3 separate regions of the Zea mays genome follow, and all the other regions are linked to region 3. A link is a contact called in public Hi-C data. All regions are on one chromosome and are shown on one strand. Each heading gives the region's core, a stretch centred on a gene start, on an enhancer-like site or on the middle of the called end of the contact. The rest is flanking DNA. Distances are from core to core; before and after follow the strand shown.

Region 1 (4,768 bases), core at 861-3,360, 690 kb before region 3:
TGGATTTCCTTATTGAACGACATTATATGACAGGACAATACTACAACCACAGGAGAAGCATGAGAAATGAAGCACTGACTTCCAGTTCTAGAGGCATTACTTTGGTGTTTCAGTAATAGAATGACAGATACAGTCATCTACAGATGATAGTATGCAAAACCATTCAGTTACAAGGTTTTTAAGCTAACAAAATTCCATTACACATATTTGGAGCAAAATGTTTCAATGAAAGTAAGACCTAAAATATTTGTCTTAGCTTTGATGACCCAAACAAGATTGTAGTAGATTAGATGAAAGTCAGATATGCTCATTTTTAACATTCTAGTCAAACGTTATGTTCAGTTTATCGAAAGTTTAAGTTCTAGTTAACAAGATTTTATAATACAATTATCTATTAAATATCTGCAGGGAAATAGACAAGAAGAATACATTAGAATCTGGAACAATAACACTTACGACTGGTCTTTCCAAATTTGGTCCTGCTTCAGAACAGGTAGAATAAGTGTTGCTCTCATTATTTTAGCAATCGCAACAGCATTACATATCTGCAAAAACAACAGATATCTGAAATTCGAATTGTTTTCTTTTGAGAGAAGTAACCAAAACTCAATTACATTTAGAAAGCCAATGGACAAGCTCAAGAAACTGGCATGATCTGCTAATGGAGAACCATACTCTGTATTTAGAAACAGAGGTTTCATCTCAAACCAGCTTTAGCAGGTCATGGAAAACACACATTATCAAAAGAATTAACAAGGTTATATTGAAGGGTTATTGTAGTTATGCTTGAGCAATGAGCAGCAACCACGCTAACAGGAAAAGAAGCAAACATAGGCTTGTATATTGCAAGTAGCACTCACACACAACTAGGTGAGCAAGGCTGAGGGACAGAAGTGCATACATACAGCTATGCGTTGCTGGTTTAGTCCTCCCTCGGCATGGATAAAAATATACCCAGAGGTTTCATTCACTGATGGGACATCTGCATGATATAGAAATTTACGGTATCATCACTTAGCAGGTCCCATTCATGAATGAAAACAGATGTTAGATGTGCTGTTTCATAAATCTATCATCTAACATGAAACTACACATAACAATTGGGCAGGTTCCTGAGACATACGAAATTCAGTTTTTGCACTAGATCAATAAAGACTAGCTCTGGGAGATCGAAATTTGCACAATGGAGGTTACTGACCTCAAAGTGATTGGGGTAATGTATAAAGTAGGGATACAATATATGCTATATTGCTGTCTTTAACAAACGTGAAAGGTAGACTCGCCTGAGGGCTCATTGCTGCATCGCTCTGCACAGGGCTTCCAGGACATCGTGGCAGCACGTGGATTTTCCCATAGAGATGGGGGTTCCTTCGTCTGCACCCAAAGAAGAAATTCTTCAGACCAAATGTTTATGAAGCGAACACGGGTCCCAAAACCCTTGGAGCAACGAAGCACACTTCACCTCAGGGCAGTGGAGCGTGATCCCCTCCTTGTGGCACAAGAACGGAGTGTTCTAGGACGACAACAACAACATCAACAGAATGTCAGTGGTCAGTCGGAATCCTGACAAAATTGAATGGCATTGGAAAGATACGGGAGGGGCCAGGAGCTCACGAGGCGGGACCAGAACAAGGGCGCGCAGAAAATCACAGCGGCGAGAAGGAGCGCGAGGAGAGCAAGCAGGATCCTGTAGGAGGACGAGGCGGCGGAGGACCTGGGGTCCTCGAGTGCGAGGAGGGAGCGGAACGGGGACGTCAGCAGGTGGACACGCTTGTGGTGGTGATGCGAGAGGAGAGGGGACGAGCGGTGGGCGTCCTTGCCGTCGTCGTCCCCGCCGCCGCCGCCGCGGCTGCCGCGGGTGGAGGGGGACAGGAGGAAGGGGGACGACGCCGCGGAGGTGTCGGAATCGCGCTTGGCGGGGGAGTTGGACGAGCGCACCGCCATCGAGTGCCGCAGCTCCGCCATGGCCGCCGCCTCCACCACCACCGGCCCCGCCGCCCCGGTCGCGGGCGCGGCGCGCGGGAGTGGGGTGGGAGTGTGCACTTGCTTCCTGTTGGCTGACGAGCCTGTTCGCACTGTCACTCTCGCCGCTCGCGACTGTGATCAACCGTAGCAGACCAGAGCCGGCGGCAGGCTGTCAGTGAGTGAGCAGCGTGGCATGAGTCATGACGGCGGAGATGGGCTGGGGAGGGGGGATGCGGCCCGATCCGCTGCAGTTACGTACGTAGAAAGTAGCTGTATATGAGCCGTTGACACGTGGGGTCGGTCGTGACTTGCTTTATACGTCAACAGCAAAACTATTTAAATTTTGACCAACAATATTAAATTATTTTAAATTAAAAAGGAATATTATGATAGTTAAAGTCATGATAAATCTAGTATTACCTTCGCTCTAGAATATTTGTCGTCTGTTAGTGTATTTTTAACTAAACTGCGACAAATATAAAAGAACGGAGAAAGTAACATTTTACTTTTATGTTGTAAAATCTTATGAAACATCCGGTAATAACCGGACAAAAATTGATAGTGATTGACTCAAGACAAACCCAAAATGATTAATTTATGTGGACGGACTAGTGTTTGGTTTGTCGTTCTATCTGTAATGATAGTAAAATAAAAAGATTGTTTGATTCTTGGCAAACTTTGCCACAACTTGCCTAATATCCTGTTTAGATGTAGATATTAGAGCACATAATTGAGAATTGAAACCAGCTTTCATAAATTCTGTTGTTTGGTTTCACATGGAATAGATATTTGGAATCAGCGACCCAATTCTTTGGAATTAGACTACAACTAGAAATTCCCTCTCCTAATTCAAAGTGTCACCTCTATGTATTGCGTGGAATTAAATAGCACAATTCAAAACTTTAATTGAGTGACATCGAAACAATATGATTGAAATTACATCTTATTTCAATATCATGACTGATTTGGTATTAAACCTAATTTAATTTCTTGCCCTCCAGACATTCAAACAGAGCATAAGATTAGTCGACCAAATTGAAAACTATTCTTAGACATAAAAAGTTAGATAAATTATGATAATTAGGCAGCGGACCAAACTTGTCATAGATTATCTGCTGGATAAGAGCATGTTTTCTCTGAATTTATATTTTTTAACGTGTTCGGCTTACTATTGTAAACGCTCTAACACCCTCTATTGAGTATGGCATGTTTTTAGAGTTTGTTTTAGGACATGGAATATAATGATTAGGAGCACATGAAATCAAAAAGAGACGAAGATTTCAACCAAGTCATCAAAGCTTGTAACCGATTCAATATGAATTTTATTTTACGATATTAAGGTATGATTGAAACATTAAAGTCCTTCGTCAGTTCCTTGTTACTTTCTATTGCTACAACATGTCCGATATGCTTCATGACATAGGATCAACACTACACAATCAATTTTGTTACTTTTTCTCATCTGTTAGGACTTGGTGCGGAGGATAGAGGATTTCTATGTCACTATCTTCAAGTCGAGCAACCAGCTGGTTGTTCCAAAGAACCAACCAGACACCTAATCGTGATTAGGGAAACAATTAGGACGTGTAGTCAACCTCTGGTCGTCTCCTACTCGCCTTATATAATTTCTGGACATATGTATATGTATATGTATATAACATAATATATGTATATACAAACAATACTGCAATAGCCAATATGATAGGCACTATTTAAGTCTAAACTGAAATATTGAAAGTACAAGCAATAATGTAGTACCTGCTAGTCTACTACCTAGAGCATATCAACATCCGATCAAAAAGCAACATCAGCTTCCCCTCCAATAGATTCAGATCCATCTTGCTCCATATCTTGAGTTGCTTTTGGTGGCGGTTGTTGTTTTGCATCTGCTGTGGCAGGACCATCTTCTTGAGCATCACTGTCATCTTATTCAATACCTTGAGTTGTTGCATTTCTTGAACGCTTCCTTGTCCTAACATATGTCCGTTGAGGCTGAGAAGACGAACCAGCACTTGCAACAACTATTCTTGACGAAATCCTGCCTTGGAGAGCTTGAGTTGTTCCTAATGCCTCATCCACAACATGTCATATGTGTTACCACCGTTAGCTTCATTATTTTCTTCAACCCATTCATTTTCCCACATAAACTCTTCAAGCATCAATGGGTTGCTTATTTTTCCCTTGGATCCCAGTTCTCTTATTGTTGGAAACATATTTTCTATCTTCCTATTGTAACTGACATAGACCAATTTATTAAGCCTCTAGTGTTCTAGTCGGATACACTTTTTGTATAGACCTAAAAATGCATAATTGCATATACAACAAATTAAGCAAGCTATAATGATCAATCAACAAGTAAACCACCATAAATAGAATACTACTTACTGCTACAAAATCTAACCAATTTCTCTCATAAACAGAAGCTCACAACAGTCCCGACTTAACCCACATGGTATTTATATGCCTCTTCATGTTCTTATTGTACCTTGTGAGGATATTTCTATGGACTTTGTTTTGGGCTTGCCTGGAACAAAGAGGGGGAGTGATAACGTTTTTGTGGTTGTCGATCATTTCTCCACGATGGCACATTTTATACCATGTCACAAAACTGATAATGCTTCGCATGTTGTTGATTTGTTCTTCACCGAGATTGTGCGGTTGCATGGTGTCCTAAATACTATTATTCTGATAGGGATGCTAAGTTTTTAAGCCATCTTTGGAGAACCTTGTGGTTTAAACTAGGAACATAGTTGTTATTTTCTACTACTTATCATCCCCAAACTGATGGACAAACAGAGGTTGT
Region 2 (4,628 bases), core at 932-3,431, 600 kb before region 3:
CCTGGTCACGTCGATCTACTCGATTTAACTAACAAAACTATATATACAAGTTGTTTGCCTCGCTTTAATCCGAAACGGCTTCTACTATTTCTATGGTGTTTTGTCTATATATACTACGGTTCCAGCAGTCTGAACAATTGACTTTAATCCGAAGCGAACAACTAGATAACCTAGCTTGATCTACTCGTTATGTAACTAACACTAAGCTCCCTAACAAACACATATGGAGTACAGTGAATAATTGATTCTACAACTATTTAACCATATAAGTACCGAGATCAGCTGTTGGACGGTCGAGAAATGATGCACCCCGAGTGAATCTCGTCCGCTTTGGGAGCGGTTTCTACACTGCCGCCGTCTAGACACGAGAAAAAAGAGTGGAGCGAAGAGTGAATGAGCTCAGGTAACTACACAGCAGTGTGAAGCCCAGGTATCCTATTTTTGAACGTTTAATTTTTGAACTTTAAATATTTTTTAGCTGTTAGGACCATCTAGTTTTTTTATTGGTTTTATTCCCATTTTTATGTTTTTTTTGAAATTCAATAAAATTAAACGAAAATTTCGAAATTTTATCATGGTTTTTGTTACCGCCGGTGAATCTCGCTCGAGATTGCAATCCGTGTGTGGACTGTGGAACCAATTGGGCAAGCGGGGCTAGGCAAAGGGCGGAATTCGCCGCGGCATGTGTCGAGTAGAGAGAAACGTGGATGGGGAACTCCAGCGCCCCGTCCCAGGCTCCCAGCTATATACAGCACGTGCCAGACACAAAAGGTGCGTGTGTGTGTGCGCGCGCGCAGCACGTGGCAGCCGGACTCCAGGCATAACGTGAGTAACATTTGCTGCAGACCCTTGCTTTGTCTCCTAGCGAGTACAATTGTTGTATGTACAAGTGCTAGCTACGTCGAGTTGTTGGTTGACGAGTCAAGAACTGAAATGAGCTTTCCTTCCCTTGCCTTACATTACAATCAGAACTCAGAAGAAGAAGAAGACTGACTCAGGCCTTGGAGGATACCACTAATAAGATGGTGTAACCTTCGTTACGTTTACCCTGTCTGGATCTAGCTGCTCTGAGGAGTGCTGCCATGAGCCCCAGCAAGGTCAGATCAGATGCTTCCACATGCCTTTGGGCTGAAGATGACGATACTCTGCCAATCCTGATTCCTGAATGAGAAGCAATGGTTGTCACAGTCACGGCACGGAGCTGGCAATAAAAAGAACCAAAGGCGTCTCTTGATTCCATCATCTTGAGAATTACAGCAAGACAAGAGGCCGTGGTCACATACATGGTGCTGTTACAGATACACTACACAGCAGGAAGCAGGAAGGTTTGCGAGAACAGAACGAACAGGTTCCCTCCACGGATTACATGATCAGTTATTCACACTATCACAAATAAGTATTACCGAATCTTGGCAGTGGTAAAAGAGAGAGAGTGGGACTAAAGAAGCGGTGGAGAGAAAAAATTTAAGCTATCAATTTCTATGGAGACATAGCACGATAGCAGCAGTTTTGCTGAGTGCTCGCTTCGCGTTCGCGGCTACAGGTGCAGCAGCGTGTCGCAGCGCCAGTCCATCTCGTCGGCCGCGGGGTCCGGCACGTTCAGGTCGAACGGAAGCGGGGAGCACCGCGGCGGCGCGGCGGTCTCGTCGCCACAGCCCGGGCCCGACGCGCCGTCCTCGCAGAGCGCCGACGAGGAGGAGCCGCAGTAGCTGCGGCAGTCCTCCTCGGCGGCCGGGGCGCGGAGGATCCCGACGGGCGCGCCGCCGCCGCTGCCGCCGCTCCAGGACTCGACGGTGCTGCTGTGGCTAGACGTCGCGGCGGGGGCGGCTGGCGGCGCCACCGTGGCTGAGATGGAGGCGGAGGGGAAGTTGGTCCTGGCGGCGGCGCCGCGGATGGTCCTGGCGGCCGCGTCGTAGGCGTGGGCCGCGGCCTCGGCCGACTCGAAGGTGCCGAGCCAGATCGGGGTCTTCCTGGCCGGGTCCCGGATCTCGGCCGCGTACCGCCCCGACGGGCGCCGCCTCACCCCGCGGTACTTCACCTCCGGCCCAGCGTCCCCCGGCGTCATCGGGACCGGGACCGGCGGCGGCCTTGCCCGCCGCATCCCGCTCCTCCTCCTCTTCCTCCCTCCCTCTCTGCCCTGCCTTGTCCTCCTCCTCGGCGACTCCGCGTTTGGCTTGGCCCGGCCCCGCCCCGCCCCGCCCCGAGTGGCCTTTCTTTTCCTTTCCTCCCGCAGTCCCGCCCGCGGCTGCTCCTGTTTGGTCGGCACGGCCCCGCGGAGGCTGAAGCACCGGGGCCCGCCACGACCCGGGCGCCGCGTCGGTCTGTTGAGTCTTGATTTCCCCGACCGCGTCACCACGTCCACGTCCCAGGGTCGGTCGGTCGGTCGGCCGGCTGCCTCTGCCTGCCGCGGCCTCCTCCTGTCCTATCGTATTCGTCGCCACCGCATCTAGGGATGTAATCGGATCGGATACGGACGGATATTACTAATATTATATTTGTTTTCATTTTTTTATTCGGATTCGAATTCGAATATCTTCGGATACGAATACGAATACGGATTGTCTCGGTTACGGATACAGATTGTCACATATCGAATACGGAACGAATCGGATGCGAATATCTTCGGTTACGAATATTTTCTTCGGATATAAAGACACATCATTCATTCATATATAGCATCCAGATTCAAATGTCACAACCGATCAGGCTAATAGACAGATAAAGCTAAGTAAATAGGCAAGCAGTCATGAGCGTGAGCCATCAGCATTGCTAAATGCTAAGTACTATACTGCGTACATGTCACAATAGAACTAGCTACCAGCTACCAGCTAGCAGCCAAAATGTCGTAGCAGCTACCAGCTAGTGCCAAAATGTCACAATAGTACATGCCTCTCCAAACTAGAACTACATTGTCATTACTACATTAAGGATTAAGTGTAGCAGCTACCAGCTAGCGCCAAAATGTCGAAAACCAAGATTTAAGCATCATCTTAGGCTTCAGAGCACTGAAACTTGTGAAACAGACTCCCATGAACAGCTGCAGAAAAATCATAACTCCATATCGCTGCCCTCATCCTCACTATCCTCACCATTTCCTTCATTGTCAACTTGGTTCTGTCCCTACAGATAGTGCATATTAAATTGAAACATAGTATGTCAATTGTCAACAACAGCAAGTAATTGAAATAAATACTAACCTCTTCAATTGTCGAGCTATATTCATTTTCATCTGCCATGAACTCCTCAACAATTGACGGTACCTTATCATTGCGATCTAAAAGTGATAAGATAAAATATTTAGCAGCAAGCAAAACAGGAACAACAAGTATGTATTGTCAGTTTTACCTTTGTTAGATGCAAGATTCCAGTCTTTGGTACAAACTAATGCCTCCACAGTCTCAGGCTCTAAACGGCTGCGATATTTACTCACAACACGCCCACTCGAACTGAAAGCACATTCTGAGGCCACGGTAGAGACTTGAACAGCCAATACATCACGAGCAAGACGCGAGAGAACAGGATATGTAACTTGGTTGGCCTTCCACCATGATAATATGTCAAATTGTAGACCTTTACCAGTAGGATCAACCCACCGAATTGGTTTATCTTTCATGTACACATCCAATTCATTTATTTCACCTTTGGCTGCATCATTATCTTCATATATAAACTCGTCAATGTCAGTATTTATACAAATTGAGTTAGATGTACTTGCAGCAAGATCAGTTTGAGTAATAGAAACATCACGTGTACTGGTCAAATATGATTGGAATAATTGGTTCACAACATCCATAAAGCGAGTGAGTTCTGCGACAGCACTGTCCTTATAAATCTTCAACATGAAATATTCTACCAACTTTTTCTTGTATCTAGGATCAAGCAAGCAAGCCACTGCAAGAGCTATGTTGGCTGCACGACCGCTGTGGCTTGTGGGCTGTGGCTGACGCCTGACGGGTTGTGGCCTTGTGGGCTGTAGTTAGCCATGAGCGTGACCATACATGTGGGCTGTTGGCATGTTGCCTTGCTGTCTTGGCCATGTGGGCTGTGGCCGTGGGCTGGGTTTGGCTGGGCGTAGGCTGTGATCTGTCGGATATTTGTTCGGATAAATTTCGGATACATCCGATTAAAGTCGCGGATATTCGATATCCGACGGATATCAATCATATTATATTCGGATCCGACATCCGATCAGACTATCCGTATTCGTATCCGTTATCCGAAAAAAAATCCGAATATCCGAAAATTTTATCCGAACCAGTGTTCACCATCTTCGAATCCGGATCCGGACGGATATTTTCCGAACCATATTACATCCCTAACCGCATCGCATTCGCATCGGCCCTGCGCCGCGCGTGTGGTGATCAGGTGATGTGCTCGCCTCTCTCAGCCCCGAGCGTGTCGTGCTGGTAGCCGCGGTGCCACCAGCGCGGGGCCGGCGTATTCGCGCCACTGTGCTGCTTGCTTGTGCCTGTGGTCTGTGGGGACAGATTCGGCAACACGCGAGCCTTGGAGCCATCCAGTTGCTCATGGCAATTGTCGGCCATCCCCGCCACCAAGTGCCTACGCCAGTAGCTATGGATCTAGTGATTTGTGGCACAACAGATCTTTGCGTCGGCATACTGATATAA
Region 3 (4,587 bases), core at 2,069-4,568:
GGTAAGCGTACGTCCACCTTGCAGCCCATTAGCGCACCTTGCAGCCCATTAGCGCGATGTAGCAGAGCGGCAGTAGCGAGCGTTGTGTCAGCTTAGTCCCACCTCACTTAGTAAACTGCACGGTGCACAAATTCTTCTATATAAATACATATCCTACCGCAGTCAATTACCAAAGTTCTGAGCGGGCAGGAGACCGACGGCTTGGGCCAGAGTGAAAATGTGAGTTTTGGCCCGCTTATCTTGTTTTTAATTTTAAATTTTGGAAAATTCCGAATTATATATTCGGTAAATTCCGGTTAAATTCGGTAACCGGAGGAAACGGTCGACAAAATGCCAAACCAGTTTCGATACCGATTCCGATATAAAATTCCGACAACCAATTTCGTTTTCGAAAATATCGTTACCGCTGAATTCGGTCGGATAAAAATCGAAAACGGTTTTCGGAAAACCGAAAAATTTCGAAATCGTTTTCATCCCTACACGTGATTGTGGAGATGTCTGGTTGTGGGCCCAATCGTCAACGACGTGTGGTGCTGGGTTGCGGGATGGGCTAGATGGCCGCCGAGCTGGGCCAAGTCAGGGAAAATGGCCCAGGCGGTATGGTGAGTATTTTCTCTTTTCTCTTTTCTCTTTTTTGTTTCCCATTTCCATTTATAAATTTTAGATTCAATTCTGAGTTTGGGTTTCAAATTCTAATTTAAATTCAAACAATTCCAAATGCTCATTCAAAACTCCAATATGATGCAAAGTATATTTATTCATTTATTCATTATTCCTATTTCTCTAACCAAACCTGCTTCGACACATATAGACTAAATAGAGAATGAATCATACAACTAAATAATTAAGGATCCCTTCTCATATTATTTATTAAGTAAAATTAGTAATAGCTTATTTCAAGCTTTAAATGTTTATTATCATGAGATCTTCATGAGGCAACACTTTCATATAATTCTCTAGACAATGGTTCAAAGCCTAAGACTTAATGTACAATTATATATATATATATATATCTTGTATTTCCTTCTCTTTTTTTATTTCCCCTTTCCCTTTTCAAATTCTATTTTTTCAAACTTAAACTTGTCTCGTAATTTTGAGTACAAAGGCGAAGAGGCAAGGACTTCGTCATGAGGTGCATATTTCTATATTTATTTATTTTGTTATTTGGATAGCTTTCTTAATTTTAATTGAACATTCAAAAGCATGAGAAATCAAAAAAAGTTTCGAGAATCCCTAAAGCACAATCTTAAATTTATTTATTTATTTATATCATTATTTTTCTTCTTATACCAATTTTAGGCTTTACAATGCATTCTTTTTAGTTGATGGTTTTGAGGTGTTACAGGATTCTCGTCCCCACTTAAATTATAATCATGACATACTTTCTTTATTATTAATACAAAACATTGTCACTTATACACATTGTCAGATATAAAAATCATTATGTGTACAATAAAATAAATACATTTGTACAACGAGTGATCTCTTCACAAGTTAATTATTTATTTTTATCATTATATATTACATGAAAACATTATCATATTTAAGTTTGATGGGTCCCAGTGGGGAACGGAGATGATGAATGCTTCCCCATCCCCGTCCCCGTTTACCCGTCGGGGGGAGGATTTTCCTTGTTTACATTCCCGTGGGGGAGAACCTTCCCCATCCCCTACTGGAGGAATTCCCCACGGAAAATCGAGGATCGAGACCCCATTGCCATCGTTGTTGGACGCTCTGGGCCTGTTGTACAGCCCACCGCTGAAGGAAGGACACAGCCTTTGGCCGTGGTGGCCGACCTGGTGCTGTGCGTGGCTCATGGAGAGAGGTCAGGATGGGTTTAGGGTTTATGGTTAAAAAAGGTCTGAAATCAAAAAGTTGAATTTTGAGGGGCAAAATCACAGTTGCACTTCCATCCAGGGACATAAACACATTTGCCCCAAAACTTTATCATGTGGTGGTTTTCGGCGCCGGTGATGGCCTCTTGTTCGCTATGCCTGTTTCGCTCGCCACTGCCAAGAAGAGAAGCGGGATGGCTAGTTGGAGATGTCCATCGGGCCGGACACAGACAGTTTTGTGGCGGTGCGAGGACAACCAATGACTATCAACCATGCGAGCCGACTCCAACGGTCAGATGGAGCATCAGAAAGTCTGGTGCCCCCCCTCGGGCAGTCCGGTGCCCGTTTGAAAAGGAAAGTGACCAATCAGTGATCCTCCGACCGTTGTATTGTGCACTGCCCGGTGCATTACCGGACAATCATGTACACCCATAGACAGGGAAGGATGGGAGCTTCCAAATAAAGCTCCAATGGCTCCTAGGTCCCTTGGGGCTATAAAAGGACCCTCGGACGCCATGGAGCAGTACCCAAGCATCACAAGAGCATACTACAACTTCGAGACTCCGCGGCCGCGCTTTCGATTTGTTAGAGATAAATTTTAGCGCATTTTGAGCTTTGATTCTGTCGTTTTGATTCATGCGTTCTTTTCTCTGCTTGGGTGTGTGGTGTTGCTGCAATTGTGCTCTTGTGTGCGTTTCTACCCCTCTCCTTACTCCAGATTTGATTGTATCAATTGTTTAAGGCGTAAGAAACTCCAATTTGTGGAGATTCCTCACAACTGGGATATTGATATAAGGAAGACAACCGTGACACTCAAGTTTGATCTTTGGAACACTTGAGAGAGGTTTGAGTGCAACCATTAACTGAAACATGTCACCACAATGTGGAGTAGGCATTGGCCGAACCATGGTAAAAATCATCGTGTCTTTTGTTCATTTTTATTGCTATTACTGTCTTCTTGAGTTCTCATATTCAATTGTAATATTGTTCCTAGGTTTAATACACATCCTAAAGGAGCAATCAAGTAAAAAATTATCTTCTTTCATCTCTTGCCATCTTAACTTAGTTTTAGTTTTCACTAACACATTTTATAAACCAAGTTTGTGTTTTTTAAGCTAGTTTAGTAGGATCACCTATTTACATCCTCCAGGTGCTCCCATCTTCGTATGTTCTATTTCACACTATTTCTGTCATCTAACAGATGCAAGGATATACTTGTTTTTTGTTTTTTTAAAGATTCAAAATAAAAAAGTCATTTTGAGAGGCAAAATCACATAAACACAATTGCCCCAAAACTTTATCATGCGGCGGTTCCGGCCACTGCCCAGAAGAGAAGAGGGGTGGCGAGTTGGAGATGGTCCACTGGGCCGGACGCAGACAGTTTCGTGGCTTTTGTAAATGGACCATGGCCCAATAGGAATGAACGGAGGCCTGGTCCGCTTTAGAACCAAAAACCCTAATCGCCGTGACCATTTTGGGGCGCACATATAAGCCACCGCCGCCTCGCATCTCCTCCTCCGCCCCACGCAGCTGAGGCGTTGATCCTCACCGGCGTCGCCATCGTAATCGCCTTGGACAGCGGCACCAGAACCTCTGCCTCCGCAGGTGAGTTCGCCTCCAAACGCATCTCCTTTTCCGCTTCTCGATCCGTTAGGGTTTTAACCGGAGGCTGAGGTTGTTCTACCAGCTATATCGATCTGCCCTTGTAAGGCTGAAGCTTCAGATGTTTAACAATTGGAGCAACTATTCAACAGAATTATGGAAAGCAAGTCCTACTGTATTAGCAATAGTTTTATCATCACCTGTAGTAGAAAGACCCTTGATTGTTTGGTTTGCTTGCCTGCTTTCAATATAATTTTTATTCGATCTTGTTGCCTTGTACCTGATTATTTACATGATTACTTGTCTTTTTTGTGTTACAGTAGCTGTTTTTATTTAATCTTGTTGCCATGTACCTAGTTATTTACATAATCTTATGTTTTCTTTCGTCACTTGCAGGGTGCTTGCTGGTATCATTACAATCTGGTAGTTTTAGTGGTTGGGCTTGACTTCCTACTATTCAGAAACACAGTACCGAGAAGTCTTTAGGTGGGGTCAAAGATGGTGTCGCTGAAGTTGCAAAAGCGCCTTGCCGCGAGCTACCTCAAGTGTGGGAAAGGCAAGGTGTGGCTTGACCCAAATGAAGTTAGTGAGATCTCCATGGCAAACTCCCGTAAGTATTATCCACTGCTTGGTTCTGCCTGGTTCGTAATATGTTTGACTTCTGCTCTGATTTTTGCTATTCTTGTTTGGGTCTGTGTTCAGCTGTGATCTTGACATCATATGAGCTGTGGCGATCTGTTTGTAGTGTTCTTGGTCCATTTTTCTGCTGTTGAGCTTTATAGCCGTCAAAATGGGTAGCACAGTTCACTTTATGGGCATGGTCAAAGGTGGATACTTTATGTAGTTTGAATATGTTGGATCAAACATTATTCTTACCGCCATGGTTTTTAAAGCGGTAAGGCGGTCCAAGGCGTTGGACCACCGCTACGCCTAGGCGGCGCCTAGGCGTTAGACCACCGTCCGGACGCCTAGGCGACGCCTTAAGAACAGAGCTTACCGCCACCATGTTATAGTGTTATTTACCTGCCACCACCCTTGAAGACACTATTGGCTGTAGCTGCTCTAGTTCGTTACGCGTGTACCCGTGCAGTCTCTAATTTGTATATGTTAATAGTTAACCTGATGCAGTTGTAGTTCTCTTGAAATAACA

Evidence for each region. Hi-C and Micro-C count contacts between places; a contact is called where the count stands out from the background.
Region 1: a Hi-C map of tassel shows a contact between it and region 3, with 4 times the contacts expected there. The contact joins the promoter of LOC100285167 here to the promoter of LOC542284 in region 3. A contact is called at or near these places in 3 of 25 Hi-C or Micro-C datasets (bundle sheath, ear and tassel).
Region 2: a contact with region 3 is called in a Hi-C map of ear, with 2.4 times the contacts expected there. The contact joins the promoter of LOC100284527 here to the promoter of LOC542284 in region 3. A contact is called at or near these places in 2 of 25 Hi-C or Micro-C datasets (ear and tassel).

What each region holds. Positions count from the first base shown.
Region 1 is chr5:83,789,224-83,793,991 of Zm-B73-REFERENCE-NAM-5.0, reverse strand. LOC100285167 reads right to left here and starts at 2,110. Exons shown (of 11, transcript NM_001367335.1): 1 at 1,615-2,110; 2 at 1,463-1,513; 3 at 1,284-1,374; 4 at 906-982; 5 at 457-545. The coding sequence starts at 1,965.
Region 2 is chr5:83,699,564-83,704,191 of Zm-B73-REFERENCE-NAM-5.0, reverse strand. It overlaps LOC100284527, which reads right to left and starts at 2,181. Exons shown (of 1, transcript NM_001372001.1): 1 at 1,209-2,181. The coding sequence starts at 2,101. The coding sequence ends at 1,538.
Region 3 is chr5:83,099,052-83,103,638 of Zm-B73-REFERENCE-NAM-5.0, reverse strand. LOC542284 (60S ribosomal protein L19-3) reads left to right here and starts at 3,318. Exons shown (of 6, transcript NM_001319774.1): 1 at 3,318-3,440; 2 at 3,834-4,047. The coding sequence starts at 3,936.